Regions from separate parts of the Mus musculus genome. Here region 1 is linked to region 2. The links are chromatin contacts, called in public promoter capture Hi-C maps. All regions are on one chromosome and are shown on one strand. The core of a region is the stretch at or near the end of the contact, and the rest is flanking DNA. Distances in the headings are between cores, read along the strand shown.

Region 1 (7,011 bases), core at 4,027-6,526, 340 kb after region 2:
TACCCAAGGAGCTAAAGGGAACTGCAACCCTATAGGTGGAACAACATTATGAACTAACCAGTACCCCGGAGCTCTTGACTCTAGCTGCATATATATCAAAAGATGGCCTAGTCGGCCATCAATGCAAAGAGAGGCCCATTGGACACGCAAACTTTATATGCCCCAGTACAGGGGAACGCCAGGGCCAAAAAGTGGGAGTGGGTGGGTAGGGGAGTGGGGGGGAGGGTATGGGGGACTTTTGGGATAGCATTGGAAATGTAAATGAGGAAAATACCTAATAAGAAATATTAATAAATAAATAAATAAATACTAAAGGTCAGGAATGGTAATGCATGTCTTTAATCCCAGCACTGAAGAGACAGAGGCATAGTAGGTTTGGCCTGATGCTCTTTGTATTCTAATGTTAGTTTGGGTCCCCAAAATCGTTTGCACAAGAGAGTTCACATGTCAGACACTGAGGGAATCCTACCCCCAGTTAATTCTAATTGGTAAATAAAGATGCTGGCATCTGATGGCTGAGCAGAGCAGACAGAGGCAGGACCTTAGGATTCCTGTGCTTGGAACTGGAAGGAAAAAGTAGGAGGGAGATCTGAGATGCCCAAAGAGTATAGAGGAGCAGAGAGATGCCATGCATGAGAAGAGTGCAGGAGAGAAAGGCATGGCCACCACGTGAAGGAGCCAGGAGAGCGAGGCCCAGAGGGCTGCCCAACTGGGTCCAGGGCAGCCAAGATAGAATATAGGATTTAGTAATTAATAACTCAGGATTATCAGTGGAACGTAGATTAATCACATGGAGGTTAGACAATTAGACAGTGGCCCAGCTGTTGTGCTGACTAAAGTATATTAAAATATAAAGGTTGTGTGTGTGTGTGTCTTTCATTCAGGAACCTCGACCAGTGGGGCAGGTAGCATAAAACTGCCTGCCACTGAGATTTATTTAATATATTATTTCAACCCAGAGGCAGGGAGAACGCCTCTCTGAGTTCAAGGCCAGCCTGGCTAACCTACATAGTAAGTTCTAGGACAGCCAGGACTGTTGCACAGAGAGACTGAAAATATTAATTAATTGATTGATTAATTAATTAATTAATTTAAAAGGCTGAGCGTCTGCTTACTCTACTCTCACTTAATTCTGTTTTCATTTATGTAGTGGATCTTCCTTCAAAACATTTGTGGAAATCCACCTGACTCTGTATACAGTGGTTTGACTTAGCATGAATAATTAGTGCTTTATGTGATGATTCGGATAAGCCCTAGAAAGTGTGATCTAGCAAGAAAAAAACCTCTTAGAGGTTTATCTACTGTTGACTAACAATTATGACCCAGCCACAGACCCAACCTCAGTACCACAAGAAGCACTTTTTTGAGACATGGACTCACAGGGTCTCGTGTAGCCTAGGCTGACTTGGAATCATTGCGTCTTCCAAGGATAACCTTGAATTTCTGATTCTCCTACCTCCACCTCTTGAATGCCAGATTACAAGTGTGTGCCACCGAGCCTGGTTTTTACAGTGCTAGGCATCAAACCCAGAGTCTAAGTGTACTAGCTGAGTTTGTGTGTCAACTTGACACAGCTAGAATTATCAGAGAGAGTGGAGCCTCAGGTGAGAAAATGACTTCATGAGATCCAGCTGTTAGGCATTTCCTAAATTAGTGATCAATGGGGGAAAGCCCAGCCCATTGTGGAGAAAGCAGGCTGAGCAAGCCAGGGGAAACAAGCCAATAAGCAGCACCCCTCCAATGGCTTCTGCATCAGCTCCCGCCTCCAGATTCCTGTCCTGTGTGAGTTCCTGTCCTGACTTCCCTTGGTGATGAACAGCAATGTGGAAATGTAAACTGAATAAACTCTTCCATCCCCAACTTGCTTTTTGGTCATGGTGTTTCATCACAGCAATAGAAACCCTTACTAAGATACTAGGCAAGCACATTATTTATCTGTTAAATCCTAAATTCATTCTTGGATGTGATAATGAAAATAAATTTGAAAGACACCATCCCATTAGTTACTTGAGGGGATCTAAATGATGAACTCAGAGTAACAAGTTGTCACTGATGAGAAACCTGGAAAACATTAATGAACACTTTGCTTGGTCCACTTCAGGGAATCCCAGGGCTGTCTGCGCTATTATTTTGGTCTAATAATTACCCTGCAATGGATGAGGGCCACAGTGGTAGTTAAGGTTTTAACACGTAATTATTAAATAAAACACCACCCTGCCCAGCCCCCCTGTCTGTAATGCATCACTCCCTCATGGGCTTATGATGTTAAATTCTTATATGGTGAACTTGCTGAGGTTCCCAGGGAAAACCCTGCCCTTTGTTACAAGAACAAAGTCTTTCCTGAAGGAAGTCTGAGCCCTGTGCAGAATGGGAAGCCTTTTGCATCTCTTCACTGGAACTTAGTTTCAGGCTCCAGACTCCTGCATTCCTGTTGAAAACACTAACTTCATAAGTGAACAAAAGGACTGTGGCCTGATAGCCAAGGCAAAGGTTGCAAGCATTTCTCCTTAACATCTGATTCCTTACACCCGGGCATCAGCACAGGACCAAAACTACACTATCCTGGTGGCAAGAACACCTCACTCTAAAGTTCTAACTCTGAGAAATCTTTGAGCCACTTTTTCAGTCCAGTGACTTCATGATCACTTCTTAGCAACTCTTGCACAGTTTTATCAAGGAACGGAAAGGGAGAAGGTCTCTTTGACCAAAAAGGGTGGGGTTTCTTTGTTTGTTTTGTTCTTTAACACCTGTGCACATTCGTGTGTGTGTGTGTGAGTGTAAGTGTGCCCATACCAGAGAGCACAAATGCCATGACACACACGTGGTCAGAGAACAGTTCCAAGCATCCATCTTCACCTGCTAGCTTGATCTGCCATCTTGCTTACCTTGGTTAAGGCAGTCTCTTGTTTTTGTTTTTGTTTTTGTTTTTGTTTGGGGAACAGGGTTGTTTTGGTTTGGTTTTGGGGGTTTTGTTGTTGTTGTTGTTGTTGTTGAGACAGGGTTTCTCTGTGTAGGCCTGGCTGTCCTGGAACTTGCTTTGTAGACAAGGCTGACCTTACACTCACAGAGATCCACCTGCCTCTGCCTCCCAGGTTGTGGGATTAAAGGTGTGCACCACTATGACCCTGCAGCAGGCTCTCTTCCTGTTTTCCCACTGTGTATCTATAAACAGGCTAGCTGGTCCTGGAGCTCTTGGAGATCCTCCCTTCCTCTATAAATACAGATATCAGAGTGTGTCAAAGCATCTTATCTGGAATTCTCTAAACATAGTAGAAGCCTTAAATATCCTTTGTTCTATCGGAAGTGTTGACAAGAAGTTTCTGGCAGAAGATAACTCATACAGTATGCAAGCTGCTGCTTTAATTTCTTGCCATTTTCTTAAGATTTATTTTTAACTTAAAAGTGTGTGTGTGTGTGTGTGTGTGTGTGTGTGTGTGCTTGGATATGTGCGTGTGAGTGAGAACAGTGCCTATGGAAGCTAGAGGAAAATGTCAGATTCCCCTGTATCGGAGTTACAGGTGGTTGTGAGCTACTACACGTAGCTCAGATCCTCTGTAGGAGCAGGGAGTTTTCTTGATGAAGTATCAGCCTCATGGCTCTTGTTTGAATCATTATACCAAGAAGTCCACTGCTCTTCCATAAGTTCCACATGTAAGACCATCCCAGAATATATTATTTAAGTATCACAGAAATCATAATTTGATGTATATATGCAATTGTAGAACATGAGCAACAGTGACTTTACAGAAATATTATAACCATGAAGCTTACTTAGAATCAGTTTTGTTTATTTGTTGAGGCAGGGTCTTACTAAATAGACCAGGCTGGCCTGGAAGACAGGAGTGATCCTCCTGCCTCAACCTCTACAGCACTGAGATTACAGGTGTGCACCACCACACTCAGCAAACAATTTTGATCTTTTGCATCAAGTATTCTTTTTTTTTCGTTCTTTCTTTTTAAAATAGGGTAATGCTGAGTACTGAACGTGCAAAGAGCACCCACAACAAGTCAGACACAAGGAATTCCCCAAGAGGAACCTTCTTTTGTTTTTGTTTTTGTTTTTCAAGACAAAGTTTCATTCTGTGGCCCTGGCTGCCCTGGAACTCACTCTGTAGACAAGGCTGGCCTTGAACTCACAGAGCTCCAACTGCCTCTGCCTTTGCCTTCCAAGTGCTGGGTTTAAAAGCATGCACCGTCACTGTCCAATTTAAGTATTTTTTTCTTATTAAGGCATGTTTTGACCCCTTAAACTTCATGGGTACACAAGCTTTCTCTTAGGGCCTTGCTACTCCAGGTAGCCTGAGACCATCAGCTACATCTTCTAGCGCTGTGAACTGAATTATGTTCTCAGAATTTAGATGCTGAAGTCTCACCTAATTCCACCTAATTATTTGAGAAGAAATTAGGGTAATAAAGGGGTGTGAGAGAGAAGTCTCACTGTGAAATCATTTACCTGGTTAGAGATCAGAAACCTGGTATCTCTCTCCCTCTCCACCCCCAACGTGATGCCATCATAAGAGGAATGCTACCCCCAACCCAAGATTTTTCTCCAGATCCCAGCCACATAAACCTCAGATTTTAGCTCCTAGAACCATAAAATAATGAAATTCTGTTAAGTCATCCAATCTGTGGTACTTTGTCATGGCAGCCCAAGCTACTAAGGCACCAGACCCTCAAGATGTACACTCTTAGTCTGACAGTGGTGACATACTCCTTTAATCCCAGAGGCAGAGACAAGTGGATCACTGAGTTCGAGGCCAGCCTGGTCTACAGAGCAAGTTCCAAGACAGCTAAGGCTACACAGAGAAACCCAGGGCCTGTGCCAGACCTGCTGGATGAGACTCTGCATTTCTAGCAGGTGCTTGAATGATCTGCACACTTGTCATAGGCACAGTGACAGCTGAGCCAGCTCTACTTGCGGGGAGCTGTTTCAAGATAGAATAAACCACCTGAACTTTTCAATCTAAGAAAGAAAGACCCCTGGTGTCCAGTTGTTTAATATGCCCCAAATCAAGAGGCCTCAGATCTCATAGCAGCCCTGGCAAACAAAATCTGCAGGGTAAGTTGTATCTGCTTTCTCTCCAGTTCCACCCCATTGTTATGGGGGAAGGGACTGTGTTAGGAGATAAGCACAGAGCCAGAAGATAACAACCCCTCAAATGGAGTTAATCTAGACTGTAAAAACTCTAACCTAAAATTACATGCTAGGGTATCAGTGGGAACCAACATTAAGAGGAACGTGTAAGGAACAAACCCACCCTAACCGGTCTCCCCCACAGTGAAGGTCATGCAAATGTTTGGCATCTGTGGTAGCACAGGAGGCCCTCCCCTTCCTCTCAGATGTTTTGCATCACATTTCCACTTTTTTTTTTAAACTGAAATCTTAACAACTATACTAGTGCTTTTATTGTTCGATCTATGTTTAAAACTACATATGGCTGTACATGGTGTTTTACTTAGGGTTTTGTTTGTTTTACATATACAGACTTCATTTTTCTAAGTGTTGTGGTTTCTCAGGAAAGTGGAGTCTAATGCCCAGAGATTTTCCTCACGTTCCCCGTCCCCCCACCTACGCAGCCTCCCCCATGATCAGCATCCTGCATGGAGTGGAACATTGGTCACAACTGGCAAACCTACAATGACTCACAGCGTCAGAGTCCATAGCTGGCATTGCAGTTCAGTCTTGGTAAGCTACATTGCGGAGTTGAACAAATTACGATAATATCCACCACTATAGTAACGTACATAGACGTGCTGCCCTAAAAGCCTACCTTTCCAGTTTAAAGCACATATTTGTCCTGGCTAAGCCACAAATAGCACAGGCTAGTTGTGTCCTAAAGTGAGAACAAATAAACTATTAACTAGATTCAATTTGTTTTCTCAACCACAGATTCTCTTACAGGATACCGGTGTACAGGTAGCCTTTTGAGCGGTGGCTTCAAAATGGTTCACATTCTCACTGCTTGCTTCAGTCTGTCCCCTGGACCTCCTCTGGGGGACATTATAATAACTTAGGTGTCAACAGTAGGAGACAAAATAGCCACAATAGTATTTCTCATTTGTGCTAGCAAAAGCCCTGGGAGCTCCTAGGGAATAGAAGCCATGGTTTATATATCTCTGCATCCCAATGTCTAGCATAAAGAAACATCTTCCTGAAACTTACTGAGGTAAGAGAAACCTATGCCTTGCCCATGTTTCCTAAACCATCTAAGCCAGTACCTTTTCCCACTATTCCACCGATTCCATGTGTGACATTTGCTGTTCCAAGCTGCATATCTCTCTCTCTCTCTCTCTCTCTCTCTCTCTCTCTCTCTCTCTCTCTCTTTCTCTCCCTCCCTCCCTCCTTCCCTCCCTCCCTCCTTCTCTTTCCCTTCCCTCCCTCTCCCCCTCTTCCCTGCCTTTCTCTCCCTCCCTCCCTCCCTCCCTCCCTCCCTCCCTCCCTCCCTCCCTCTCTCCTTCCTACTACTTTACCATGCACTGACGCAATAGTTTTCCAAAAGCTGACTTTCTCCCATGCAACTTTCCCAGCAACTGGAAGAGCCTTCCCATCACTTGCTTAGACTAATAAAGAAAATCAGGAGCTATCTTATGTAGTTGACTTTCAGTTCTGTAGATTGAATTGTTCCTCTCCCCACCCCACAAAAAAAAAAATAAGCTAATAACAAATCACTGAGTGTAACATCGTGTCACCTCACCAAGAACCACAGCCTGCTATTTTTTTTTCAGCAACATTACAAAGCCAAAGGCTAGACAATCCCATTGGAGCAGCTATGTCATGACCTTGACAATGCACTAAGCTGAGTCCCTGCCTTCTTCGGTGATAGCTGAAGTGCTTCCAGACTGTAGCTTCTGTAGCTAACGGTTACAAACACCCTTTGTTACCTGACACATGACTGAGAACACGACTGTCCCTTCTAGCAAACCCCAAAAGAAAATATGGTCTTGTTGACAAGCATTGAGATCCAGTCAAAGGGCGATTTGTTCCTAGACTGGCTTTTGGTTTGGGTTTGG
Region 2 (6,531 bases), core at 1,688-4,187:
ATGTTAAAAACAAAAAGAATAATCAAACAGTAAATTGCGGACCTAAACCCAACTACACTGATGCTTACAGTAAGTAATCAAAAGGGAAGATTATTAAAAAGATTAAAAACAAAAACAACCCCCCCCCAAAAAAACAAGACCAAAGTATCTAGTTTACAAGAGCTACACCTTCAAGATCCAGGTGGGGCGCACAGGAAATCGAGAGGCTGGTGGGGGTGGGAGGAATGGGTGGCAGCTGACTGACAGGTGAGTGCAGTGATGCTCGCTGTGAATCCTGAGTGGATAAAGTCCAGCTCACTGGACTTCAGGAGAGAATCCTGGGAATGGAGTTGTAAAGGGAAGAACGGCAAATTCGAGCCCACATCCAGTTGTGCCGTAGAATGTGAACTTGGCTTACTTCTGCCCTTTTCCTTATGGTGTCTCAGGAGGCTGACCGGGGCACTAGGACACATGCCACAAAGGCGTTAGAGACCCGCTTCTATGGACATTCTGCCTCTTTTTCAGCATTCAGCAACCTCTATAATTACACCCCCTTTGCCATCCTCAGAGCTTTGAGATATATTGTCTTCATTTTTCACAATTTTTCACACGTTGGCAGGTGTTTTGTTTTGTTTTGTTTTGTTTTTGTATTGGGGCTGGATCATCTAAGTTAGGTTACTGGTTGAATTTTTTTTTTAAATTGGACTTTTCTTTTAAGAGGAATATTCAAAATGTTCAAAAGTGACGGGGTTGCACTAAGGTTGGGATTTTTGTTGTTGTTTGTTGTTTGTTTTTTGCTTTTCTGCTTGGCTGATGTTTGCAGTAGCATCAGGTTAGGCCCCCTCCTCCCCTGAAGAAGACTCTACCTGGGGAAAAAACATGACTGCTATCAAAGTGAAGACCCACAAGGAACGTATAGTAATGGCCATGTAACAAATGACCACCCTTTAATCGCTGCTCATTGTGAGGAGTAAACAAATATGAATAGATCAAATCACTAAGATAGGAATATCAATATCACTTGTGGGTAGGAATAGGAGGGACAAGAGCAGAGTGATTTGTGAGGGAACAATATGGACAGAGATGGGCATGGAGAACAAGGCAGTTTTGGCTAAGGGTAGAATGAAAGAGAGAGAGAGGTCAAGTAATACAATGAATCCTAGGTCTCAGAAGCCGAGGCCACGGAGACCCTGCAAACTGGGCTAACCTATGCTCGTTGGGAAGCCAATGGAAAGGAAATTGAGAATTAAAGAATAGAGAGAAGGAGGAGGGAAGAGAGTAAAACTGACAGTAAGTGCAAGAGAGAGCTCACAGTAGGACAGCACTGTCTGGTGAAGGGGGCATGGCTTGAGTGTGAATGAAGTCCAGCCCTTCTAGTCTCAAGTGTCTTGGTGGTCCTTCCTGCGGTCCCAAATGCCTGTTAACCCCTGAATGGTTCCTTGTGAGGCTGGGTCACACATGCTGGCCTCATCGTGGGAAGTGCCCCCTGGTGGGTCCTTTCCAGTTTTTGCTGGGTCACTTGGAACCTGGCTGGATCTTTGTCCCCCAAACTGCACAGGGTTCTGTCCAAGATTTCTTCCCTACAGTCTAAGGTATTTTGCTGATAGTCAGGTGGCGCTTGCTTCTATGTCCTAAAAATGAACTTTATGGCTGGTCTTAGACTCTCAAACTTCTGACTCAGTTGGAGTCTTTAGTTTTATTGGTATCTCTCTTTCTTCCCTCCCTTCGCCCCCCCCTTTTTTAATATCTCAATCACAAGTGTGATATGAAAGTAGAAGCTGGGAGACTGGGCTGGAATGGTCTAAATGGGGGTGGTGGGTATGGTGGTGGTGGTGGTGGAAGGGAGTGGCAGATGGGGGAAAACCAAAAGGAAAGATTGGAAACTTAGTATTTCATAAATGTATTTAAAATGTAATAATTAGAATTTAAACAAGGTTACCCTGTATGGGTGGCCAGAATTGAATGGAAATACCAATGTCAGGTGGACAACATCTTGCCAGTTGTCTGTCAGGGAGGTTCAGGGAGGCCCAGAGGCTCCCAAAACAGGACAGGCTATCACCACTGCTCTTGGTTGCCCACCAGAATTTGATGGTAAGACCCCATTGCTAAAGAGACCAAGCACATACTTTGGATACAGAACACAGAGAAATCAAGCTGGAACTGAACTGGAGGTCTCCTCCCTGCTGGCTAGCTTTCACAGCTCTGCAAGGCGCTATGCAGGCCGCTGGGGGAGAAGAGTCACGAATAGTCTTACCTTTGAAGGTACAATCCTGACCTACCTGACACCATGTCCCCATTGGTACCATAGTGGTGTGATTATGTCGGAATAGCCAGTTACTTTCTGATTGGATTTGAGGCCAGCCAGAAAGAACCCATGTTTGATACTATAAACTTAGTCCAGAACCTGTGGCTGGGTGCTTCAGGACCTCTCAGGGGGAACCCGTTACTGTTGCTTTGCTAAATGGACATACTGTTAAATTGCCTTCTAAGCACTCATGTTTATACCCACAAGTTAGCACTACTTTCAGCCTTGCTCAGAGATGCCACTGTGGGCAGTGGTTAGTTCAGAGACTCATACCTGGTCAAAGTCCGGAGAATCAGTGATGGAGTACTCAGCTTTAAGCAAGGCGTCTGTATCAGGGCTCAGGAAACACTGTGGAAGAAGGGGTGGAAAGAATGTAGGAGCTAGGAGACAAGGAGGTGTGCTGTGAAATGACATCTTCCCATCATGACACATTTCATGGTTTGCTGCAGAAGCTCTGCCAGGCTTGGGCCTTCAACATTTCATCATGGGTAGGAGTGAGGCTCATGGAGCCCTCCCCTCCCCAAGGGACTATTGGCAGTTAACGGTTTCTGGGGGAAGGAGTGTCGTGGTCTTTGATGTTGTTACCACCAACAAATAGCAGATGCTCTAATAACCGCCCACTAGTGCTCATGTAGGTAACCATAATTAGATTCTGTGGATCACACACACACACACACACACACACACGCCAAGCGATGTGAAGCCAGGTATGACTGTTAGGGAGCAGAGTCCAATCAGAGGAGGATGGATGGGAGAGTAACAGGTGTGAAAGTGACTAAAACTCACCATATTTGTGAGGAAACTGTCAACGAACAATCTCTTTAAAAAAAGAATAGAAAACAAAGATGCCCGTTACTGAGAGTATAGTGTAGGTTCTCCTGCTCTCTCGCTCTCTCTCTCTCTCTCTCTCTCTCTCTCTCTCTCTCTCTCTCTCTCTCCCTTCTCTCCTCTCTCTCTCTCTCTCTCCCTCCCTTCTCTCCTCTTTCTCTCCTCAAAGGCTCCATAAACCCTCCAGTCTATCTGGGACAGACTGGGATTTCCTCTGTTCAACTTTTATCAAAGTGGAGAGGTGTTTTTTGTTTTTTTGGTTTTTCGGTTTTTTTTTAACTATTTCCCACCTCTTCTGATGACTTTTACCAACTTTGCTCAGTGTATTTTCCAGAGATTCATCAGGTCACGCCTGTGTGTTATCTACCATCTTTCAAAAGCCTGCCTATATATCTTTCCAACATGGCTCATAGACAGTTATTTGTTCATCTTGACCTAGTTCAATTAAGAGCCAGAGGTGTATTTTTTTCTAAGTACATCCTATTAGCAAACATTTCCTTAGCAAAGCCAGGACAATAACCCACATCAGTGACAACAATTCCTGTCATACTATATCCTATCATAGACATTAATGAGTATTGCTTGCTTTTGTAACACATTATACAGATGTGGGCAATGATAGAAATAATAGTTATTAGAAAACATTGTAATTTTGATTCCTGAAATTCTTGCCAAACAGAATGGAGAGGTGGAAGAGCCTAATCATATAAATTGACCCAGAAGGGGTTTGGGTCACTCAGCTCATAGCTTTCCTTGTTCCTGTAAATGACCAGACCAAGATCTTTTGTGTAATATGGAGAGAATTATGAAAGGGAAAGAGGCCCAGATGAAGTCAAATTAGGTCACTGAAAAGTCCTGAGGTGTCCCCTAAGGATTCCGTGGACAGAGATTGAAAAAGAAAGAGTAAGAAAGGAAAACCTGGGGCTGGAGACATGGCTCATCGGTTAAGAGCACTGGCTGCTCTTCCAGAGGTCCTGAGTTCAATTCCCAGCAACCACATGGTGACTCACAACCATCTGTAATGAGTTCTGATGCTCTCTTCTGGTGCGGCTGAAGACAGCTATGGTGTACTCACATACATAAAATAAATAAATAAATCGAGAGAGAGCAGACAGAGAGAGAAGAGAGAGAGAGAGAGAGAGAGAGAGAGAGAGAGAGAGAGACCTGCCCTTGAGAACTAACCTCAAAACAGCAGTCCTGGCCAGCACTCTGTCTTCTCCGTAAGATCCTATTCTGTCGTATTCTCTTTCGTTCTTTGGCATGAATCTCTTACCCATAAAGAGTGAAACATTTCTAGACTAAGTCTTAAACTTAGCAATTTTGTTATCTCAGTAGCTTAGGCCGTCCTACTGGGTCCTTTGATGGGATATATTCAGTTTTCCACCTGTTTTTCCTGAGCTCAAAGCTTGCGTATGCAGCCATCCGTCAGCATCTGCATGGAGAGGTTTAGCAGGCATCTGAAGCTTCGAATGCACCACGTCAACTCTTGCTTTCTCACCTTGAGCCTCCTATTTCACCTGAAGCATCTTCTCCATCCCAGGAAATTGCTGTTAGAGTCACTCAGCTATTTAGGCCGGACACTTGTAGTTTTTCCTACGTCTACTCTGTCATGTCCCATATCCAACTGTCAGCACATTCCATGGACTCTATGATCTTGTTTGAATATGAGTAGTGTTCCACAAATTTCTGCATGTTAAAGTTTTTGTCCTCAGGGTGTTACTATTGGGTGAATGCTTCAGTAAGAACTAATGTTTTAGGGGATTCAAACACTTCAAAGAGGACTGCATGGCCCCAGTATCCTCACCTCCCTGTTCTTCCTGGCTCATGATTGTAAATAGTTCACTCCACCACACACTCTCTCCTGTTGCCATCTGGTGTCCTTCTGAGAGGCCCCAAACAAGGAGACCATCTAATCTTTTCTGGAGTCTCCAAACCCATGAACTAGATAAATCTTTTGCCACAGTGTCAATCACTTCAGGCATTTCATCACAGTAATGGAAAGTTGACTAATACATTCTACCGTGGGAAAAAAGACACCTGGACTGCAGTCATATTGTGTCACCTTCAACATATCCAACACTACCTAACTAGACTCTTTGTCTTGGCCCTCAAAGTCCATCAATAGGCTTCTAAAGTGGGACATTTAACTTCTCAGCCTCTGTTACTCCTCTTCTTGTTACTTGTCTCCCATATAGCTTAGAAGAAAATGTAGGTCCTTTCTAGAATCTCGAAGACCCTACATGATGGTTTGAGCTTCCATCCTAAAGTTGTCTCCCTGAGGCTCATTTTACACTTGTCTTTAGTGTGGTCAAGAACTCTTATAAGTACACCCTTACCTCAATCTTCTACATTAAAATAAAGTTCCCCCTTGTTCCTCAGATACCCATGTGGCTATCTCTTCTTCCCTTTCCCCCCTCTACAGAGTATCATTCCCGGATTTTTAAAAATTTAATTGATTTGACTACTTATATCCCAACCTTAGTTTTCCCTCGATCCTCTCCTCTTATCACCCTGCCCCCTTCCACCCTCCCATGCATGCCTCCTCCCTCATTCCCCAAATTTTTAAAAACTCTTCATCCCTCCCATTTGCCTGATTATTTTTGCCACAGAATCTACCATACTAAAATATAAAAAGAATCAAAGGAATCGCTTGCTTTGCCTGTTTCCAGGATCTTACAGCTACTGATTCAGAGTGTGCAGTAAGTTGGATGAATGAGTCCTGACCAACTGAGCAGGTGTGAATGACTTCTACTTGGACATAGAAGTTGGGAGCATGAAAGAGCAAGATTTCCAGGGCCCCAGGAGTCTGTCTTCTGTGAGTCTCATGGAGAAGAAAATGGAGGTGGGGTAGGGGGACTCAAAAATTTCAGAATTCTGGAAAAAAATGTTTTGAAGAAAGAGTAGAATGCTTGTCTATTTCGGGGTGGGGCTTGCGACACTCATAATGAGAAACCATGCTGCTTGTTTGAAACCATGTCAGTAGTAAAATCTGTAAGATAGCAATTTAGTAGTCACTTGTTTTCCTGAACACACATAGGATAATAGAGAAGAAGCGATTTGTAAAGAGTAAACACATTTCTCAGTCCAAAGTTGAAATGACTGCCTCTAGGAAGGGAATGTCTTACTGAATCATCCTGTGTTGACAAGCAAAAAGGAGGAGGGAGTGAAAGACACACACACACACACACACACAAGAGAGAGAGAGAGAGAGAGAGAGAGAGAGAGAGAGAAAGAGAGAGAGAGAGAGAGCACTTCAATTCTGACTCATTGCCTCTACATCTGTATCACAACTACCTTCTTTTACCTAACTCAAACTTGTAGGATGGAAGTGGTAACACAGGGTGACTTCGAAAAGCAGTTCTGTAGTGGCTAAAAAGTATACAAAGGCCCAGGATCCTAATCCAAGAAATGCTCCCGAC

The links. Promoter capture Hi-C pulls out the DNA fragments that hold promoters and counts their contacts.
Region 1: a promoter capture Hi-C map of hematopoietic stem and progenitor cells shows a contact between it and region 2, with 4 times the contacts expected there. The contact joins the enhancer-like site here to the promoter of Slamf7 in region 2. A contact is called at or near these places in 5 of 39 promoter capture datasets (the C10 cell line, the HPC-7 cell line, cranial neural crest and 2 more), 5 of 484 Hi-C or Micro-C datasets (the 63-12 cell line, CD4 T cells, Th1 cells and 2 more), 2 of 115 datasets of contacts at active chromatin or transcription factors (large pre-B cells and memory CD8 T cells) and 2 of 9 other capture datasets (adipose tissue and liver).

What each region holds. Positions count from the first base shown.
Region 1 is chr1:171,989,910-171,996,920 of GRCm38.p6, forward strand. No RefSeq gene overlaps it. Among named protein-coding and RNA genes, the nearest start is that of Vangl2, 34 kb to the right of the region's middle. Within about 2 kb of position 5,277, at least 31 of the 459 cell types and tissues checked have an H3K27ac peak or open chromatin away from gene starts, as enhancers often do. A contact at or near this core is called in hematopoietic stem and progenitor cells, where this site is marked.
Region 2 is chr1:171,650,100-171,656,630 of GRCm38.p6, forward strand. It overlaps Slamf7 (SLAM family member 7), which reads right to left and starts at 2,938. Exons shown (of 8, transcript NM_144539.5): 1 at 2,558-2,938.